Regions from separate parts of the Mus musculus genome. Here region 2 is linked to region 1. The links are chromatin contacts, called in public Micro-C maps. All regions are on one chromosome and are shown on one strand. Each heading gives the region's core, a stretch centred on a gene start, on an enhancer-like site or on the middle of the called end of the contact. The rest is flanking DNA. Distances are from core to core; before and after follow the strand shown.

Evidence for each region. A called contact is a pair of places that touch in the nucleus more often than the background predicts.
Region 2: a contact with region 1 is called in a Micro-C map of granulosa cells, with 2.9 times the contacts expected there. The contact joins the promoter of Aff2 here to the enhancer-like site in region 1. A contact is called at or near these places in 5 of 39 promoter capture datasets (frontonasal cranial neural crest, hippocampal neurons, liver and 1 more), 1 of 484 Hi-C or Micro-C datasets (granulosa cells) and 2 of 9 other capture datasets (embryonic stem cells and liver).

What each region holds. Positions count from the first base shown.
Region 1 is chrX:69,098,664-69,101,881 of GRCm38.p6, forward strand. No RefSeq gene overlaps it. Among named protein-coding and RNA genes, the nearest start is that of Gm6812, 210 kb to the left of the region's middle. Within about 2 kb of position 1,783, at least 3 of the 459 cell types and tissues checked have an H3K27ac peak or open chromatin away from gene starts, as enhancers often do. A contact at or near this core is called in granulosa cells, where this site is marked.
Region 2 is chrX:69,358,664-69,361,881 of GRCm38.p6, forward strand. Aff2 (AF4/FMR2 family, member 2) reads left to right here and starts at 1,668. Exons shown (of 20, transcript NM_008032.3): 1 at 1,668-2,175. The coding sequence starts at 2,129.

The sequences.
Region 1 (3,218 bases), core at 533-3,032:
GTGATTTCTACATTTTTTTGTAGCAATTGTTAGTTGTAGCATTTTTTATTAATCATTCCATTTGTTTACATCTCAAATGATACCTCACTTCCTGGTTACCCCCCCCCATAAACCTCCATAACACATCCACCCTTTCCTCCCTCCCTTTTGCCTCTATGAGGGTGCTCTCCACCTACCCACTCTCTCTTGCCCCACCACTCCAGCATCCCCTATGCTGGGGCATCAAACCTCCACAGGACCAAGGGCCTCCCCTCCCAGTGATGTCAGGCAGGACCATCCTCTGCTACATAGTATCTGGAACCGTGGATTCCCCCTCCCTGTATACTCCTTGGTTAGTAGTCTAGTCCCAGGGAGCATTGGGTGGTCCAGCCAGCTGATATTATTCTTCATATGGTTGGCAGTCCCCATTTGCTCCTCCAGTCCTTCTTCCAGCTCCCCCACCAGGGTCCCTGAACTCAGTCTGATGGTTGGCTCTAAGCATTCACATCTGCATTGGTCAGTTGCTGGCTGAACCTCCCAAGGAACAACACATTGTTTAATGATTAAACTGCACTTTTTAAATGATTAAATCTACTGCAGAAAAGATGTTCCTTTGATGATGCACAAAAGCTACACATATATATGGATATAAGGATAAATATTTAGTATGGCATTAGAGTTTATGCCGGTTTAGAAAATTGGTTACAATAGGTTATCCAGTGGATTCTGTGGTCCTATCTCTCAAAGGTAGTTAGCAAATTTATAGTACCAGACACAGATTTCCTCTTATTGAATAGGCCTTAATATTTGATTGAGTGATTGTTGCTTACCTTTAAGATATAAACATCACTATTGTACTTTTCAGAATATCTTGCCATACTTGTCATAATGGTTCCTTGGTGTTGCAGCTGGATAGGACTATTTAATTGCTCTTCTCTGTTGGCAGCTTGAATGGCTCTTTCCAAAATTATGAGAGCTGGTCCTCAGTGAGGTGGTTTCCAGGACAGATCCATAGTGGTTCTTCCAAAGCTTATGGCTAAAGTATGTGCTATATTCAGAAAAAGGGTCTTACCTTCATTTTTTTTTTTGAGGCAAGCAAAGGCAATGACAATAGTGTATATTATTTTAGAAGTCTCTTGTACTTCCCTAACCAAAAATTTAATCAGAGGTTTCCCGTACCCAGCTCTCTGTTTATGTTAGATAGAGTATGAATTCTGGAGGAAGAAGATTGTCACCCCACTTGTCAGAGCTTCAGTTAAACTATGACACACTCACATATAAAATGTTATTTTAAATATCCAAAAATATCATAAAATAATATTTTTACAAATTGCTTTTTTAAACATCCAGGAGTCTGCATGATAATTCTTTGAACAAAAAAGCATTTAAACAATGTTTATAACACCATGATAGTCAAACAAAATATGAAATGAGCCAGCGTCACTCTAACTTTCATGTTCTATGTCTGAGCATAGTTGCTTTTTTTTGTTTGTTTGTTTTTTTTTTTCTGGAGGTAAAAGCATCACCATGAGATTGGAAAATCCTTTATTAAAGTTACCCTTTCCCATGTTGTAGTGGGTAATGGGGTGTGCTCTTGGAGCAGTGGATAAGGAGTAGTTGAGCAGTGAGAAGACAAGAAAGCAGCGTGGCAGCAGGGGAAAGTAAGTGGAGCTTGTTTCCATAGGGAAAGAAGTTGTAGGGAAGAAGAGAACCTTGGAAGAGATATTTGCTACTTGACCCTGGGACATTCCATAGCCTGGGAAACTAGCCAGGACAGCGTGGATACTCTGGCTGCATGGCCTTCTGACATAGTCCTCTTATCTATAAACACAATTAAAACGTTTTATTGCAGTATTAGTAGATAATCATAATAGACTTCTAATCGTCTTCTTTTACTGCTTTTCATTTCAGAAACCTGACACCACTGTCTAATCAGTTCCTACGCAAGCTCTTGACTCTTTTCTTTCAATCTCTACGCAGTGAATCCAGTAGCAAATCTCATGAGGTCTACATTAAAGCTGAGCCAATCTTTGTTTATGTCTCGCTTTTTCTAGCAAGGCACTGGCCAGTATCTGGTTCTCTCTTTATTGTACGTTCATTATCATTCCCTTATACCCATCGTTATCTGCCACTAATCTCTTTGGCTAAGTAAAAAATTCTTCTAAAATGCAAATCGTCTTATGTCATTGTGCTTGAGATACAGTCCACACTCTGCATTCCTATCCAGTGCTTATGAGGTCTTTACTAGTCAGTCCCTGCCAGTTTCTTTGACTATCTGTTACATTCACCAGGCTTGATAAGTTCCAGCCCCTCTAAACATAAGCTTGCATTTGTGAAAACATTACATTTCTCTAGATATTCCCTCTTCTTGGAGTATTATTTTTCATATATCTGCAAATTTGTATTTGCATGACTGGCTCCTTCCATCCATGAGGCCTGTACTCAGACTTAGTCCTCAGACCTATTGAATCATCAGAAAGGAGTGCCTGTATCCATATTCTCCCTGTGACATCTGTCCATTTCCATTTTATTTATAATTCTTGTACCTGTACAATTTTATCTGTTTTTCATGCTGATTTCCGATTACCAGAGATGAGCTGCATGAAAATAAAGACAATTGTTATCTTATTTCCACAATCTTTCTAGTACCTGGAACATTGCCTGGCACACAGTAGGTCTTCATGATTTTATTTTCTTAAAAACAAATAGATGAATGAATAAAAATATGAATGATTAGAATGAATTTCTGTGATGATTACAGGAAATAATAGGAAAGAAATGATCTGGGCAGTGTTTCTCACTGTTTTCTGCCGTATGCTCTGCCTACTCATGTGCTGCTAATTCGTTTTGTAAATTTTCAGGGGTTGATTCTTTAGTTCCTTGGCACTTACAGCATTTATTTTGGCTTAATGTTCCATCACCCCATTTCATATTTCTGAAGATGGGAAAGCCTGAATTATTAGGTGAAGGAATTAGAATTTACTTTAGGGAATGGTATGTTTATCCATTCACAGTGATTCCTCCCCCTTTGCTAGAGGATCTGGTTTGGGGGTATCCAAGGACCATAAACCACAGGTTTAAAGATGAGCTGTGTCAACAGTCTTTTATTTTTTCAGAGAAGGTGAAGTGAGAAGTCGATTCTCTTTGTTTGTGGTGCTCTGAGAGCAGCTTTAACAGAAAATACTGTCATTTGTGAATAAGTGCTGAAAATCCTAAGGATGTTTGTCTCAGTGGCGTGA
Region 2 (3,218 bases), core at 418-2,917, 260 kb after region 1:
TAAATCCTGTAGTAGCAGCCATATCCTATTGGACTTAACACAACCTGTACCAGTTAACAACCTGATTTGAAACATGGTCTCCCTTTGGCTGTCCATTGGTTGATTTTCTGTCAGTTCACTAGTATCTGTAGAAGACTTGGGTTCGTGCAAAATACACATTGGGTAAAGTCCCACCGAATACAGAAATTGTAGCATCTTGGAGCTTTACTTCTCCATGTCAACAATGTGCTTTCTTCCCCTTACCTAAATAAATAAATAAATAAATAAGCCCTGGGTGTAAGCAATCCAAAGATAGAGCTGTGGTTCTTTCTGTTATATGGTGTACAGCTTCTCTCGTTTAAGGTTGCAATCTGACTTTTTTTTTCCCTCCCCTCCAGGAGAGATGTTAGATCTTGAGCAAATGACCTAGTGGGGACTCCTAGTTCGTCAAGATCAAAAAGCAAGGCTATCTAGATGGTTTTGAGTGTGTGAGGTGATTAAAAACAAATATTCAAATAGGAAAAGGAAAGAGATCAGGATAAGCCTGATGGCCACTAGGGTAATACTTTAGTTGTACAGATGGGAAAACTGAGGCTAGGAGGTTTTGTCAATGTTGTCTACCGCTCTGCTCACTTCTGGCCCTAGGATTTCAGCACAGTGCCAATACTGTACCTTCCCGGTAAGGACAGTAGGAAAGTAATTCAGATGTCTGGGACTCCAAATTGAACAAGCCTTTATAATCCTGTATATCCTTTTTCTCTTGAGTAGATGAGGAAACTTTTCCTTTGAGGAACTCGCTAAAGGAATGGATTCATCCTTTCCTGGACTAGAAGGACAAGCTGGAAGGAGGAGAGGGGTGTGGTTAAGCCCTCCACGTGCAGAGAGACTGTTCTCAAGCCAGAAGGGAGAAAAGCAGCTGGTGCGTGGGATAGTGGGCACACACCCAGCGGTTTTCCTGTTTCTCAGAGAAGGAAAATGCAGGAGGTTTTTGCCCAAAGCTTAAGGTTGGAAGAAACTAGTACTATAACCACTTATCCCAAGGACCACTCAAGGGGACGCCCTTTATCCCTCCCATTGCAGCTTACTAAATCCAGGGCCCAGAGCTTGCTGACCTACTGAGGGACCAGTACTACTTCAGCCTAAGAGGATATTGCAGCGTGAACTCGGCTGGGATGCGCAGCACCGCAGAAATGGTGAAGGTGACCGCCCTGTCCTCCCTGAACACACATGCCCCGTGATGCAGCCCAGAGGGATGCTGGGGACGCAAAAGTTTGATCCAGTGGTCTGAAAAGAATGTCTGGGCAGGGACTACAGGCAATGGCAGCAGGGCGCTAGCCCTTCCTTGCAGCAGTTTGTGCACTCTTTTCTGATGGCAAATACTACATCCCAGTGGTAGGTTGGGGTGAGGGTGTCCCATTCTGCTAGTCTACACTCTGGTACAGTGAGACCACCTTCTGTGTTCCCCTGTCTGGGTCCCAGGACCTCCTCTGGGTCCTGGGCTAGGTCTGAGTCTTCAGCTCTGCAACTGCCCCCATCAGCTGATTTTGACAGGGGGTGGGGGGCATCCAGGAGCAAGGGCGGGCGGGGCTAGCCCCTGCCAGATCCAAGGATGATAACGTGTCTGCTCCATGTCGCGGCTTCGAGCTGTCCAGGCTCCGCCCCCTGTGAGTGTGTAAGTGTGTGATGCTGTCTCGGCCGCCGCCGCCTGTGCAGCCGCCGCCGCCGCTGCTGCCGCCCCGGCTGCCGCGCCGCGCCACTGCCACTGCCTCGCTCGCCCCCGCCTCTGCCGTCGCCACCCGCCAGCAGCCTGCCAGGCGGGCGGCCCAGGCGACCCCAGCTCTAAGCGGCCGCCACCGCAGCCCGGACGCGCTGGGCAAGCGGGCAGCCGCGGAGCGAGTGGACCAGAGCGGGAGGTCAGGCTCTTGCCTGCCCGGTGCCATCGCTTCCGCTGCCGCCACTGCTCCGGAGCGCAGGACTAGGTACCCCGGGCGCCCGCCGCTGCCGCTGATGCGGCCCCAGCACTTTTAACCGGGTAGGAGGGCCAGAGAGCCGCGCCGCCGACCGCAGCCAGAGAGCCGCGCAGCTCAGAGCCGCGCCGACACGCAGCGAGCAGGGACAGACGGCCGCCAGCCGCCGCCGCCCCGCCGCTATGGATCTATTCGACTTTTTCAGGGATTGGGACTTGGAGCAGCAGTGGTAGGTGTTAAAATTCCCCTTCTCTTTTGATGAGCGGGATCCCCGGTCTGGTCTGGGCTTTTCGCCTTTGTTAAGAGGAGCCAGAGCTGTTGTGGGGGGCGCCCCGGACACTCTCCCACTTGCTCCCAGACACCTCTAGCTTTGGCTTCAGTGACTCCTTGGTCGGGTGCTGGGATGGGGGAGGTGCGGGGACAGGGAAAGATGTGGGCAAGAGCATCCCTTTGCACTCCAAGTCTAAAGAGTTGCAGCCGGCCCATAGCAGCTTCAGTGCCACCCACCCGCACAACAACCTCCTGGGGTCTTTTCTCACCAGTGGCTGATTGGGTAGGATCCAGTCTTAAATGCTTTAACTTTCCAGTTGCCAGTGCCTGCAGCCAGTGGCGGGAGAAAAAGCGACAGCCAGGTACCCAGAGGCCACCCTCAGCTTGCTCAGCGGCCACCGCCCACGCTGTTGCCACCTCAATCCCCACCCAGAAAGGCATGGGTCCAAAACCTAATGCCTATCCAGCCTAAGTTCCTCTTCTCAGAGCAGCGTCTTCAGGGGCCACTGCACTAGGGACCTCCAGTCCAGTTGCCTTTAGCGCTTGACTTTCAAGTGGAAGGGTGTTTGAAGTTGGCCCCTAAAGTCTTCAGCTCCGAAGTCAATGAACATTTAATTAGCCTCTGAACCCCCATTGGCTTCCCAGTGGGAGGCAGCCTTAGGTTTGTGTATTGGACACACAGCTAGAATCCCCAGGTTTAGCCTGCTTTAAACAAAATACCGTAAAGTTGCGGAGAGATCCTGAAACATGGTGCAAAGGTGACTGTGGTGGGGGTGGGGGAGCAGAAAGTTCTTTCTCTCTGTGTTGATGTACAGGCGCACATGCATAGTGCTCCTCAGATCTATTAACTTTAGAAAAACTTCACCATTTACTATAAACATTATCGTTCTTTATAAGTCACAATATTTTAATGTACCAGTCCCCCCGCCCATGCCCAAGTGTTTAGATGAGGAAGGAGGCAGCCACAGGAGCAGAGACTTCAAGTGGCACTCTTGCCCTTTA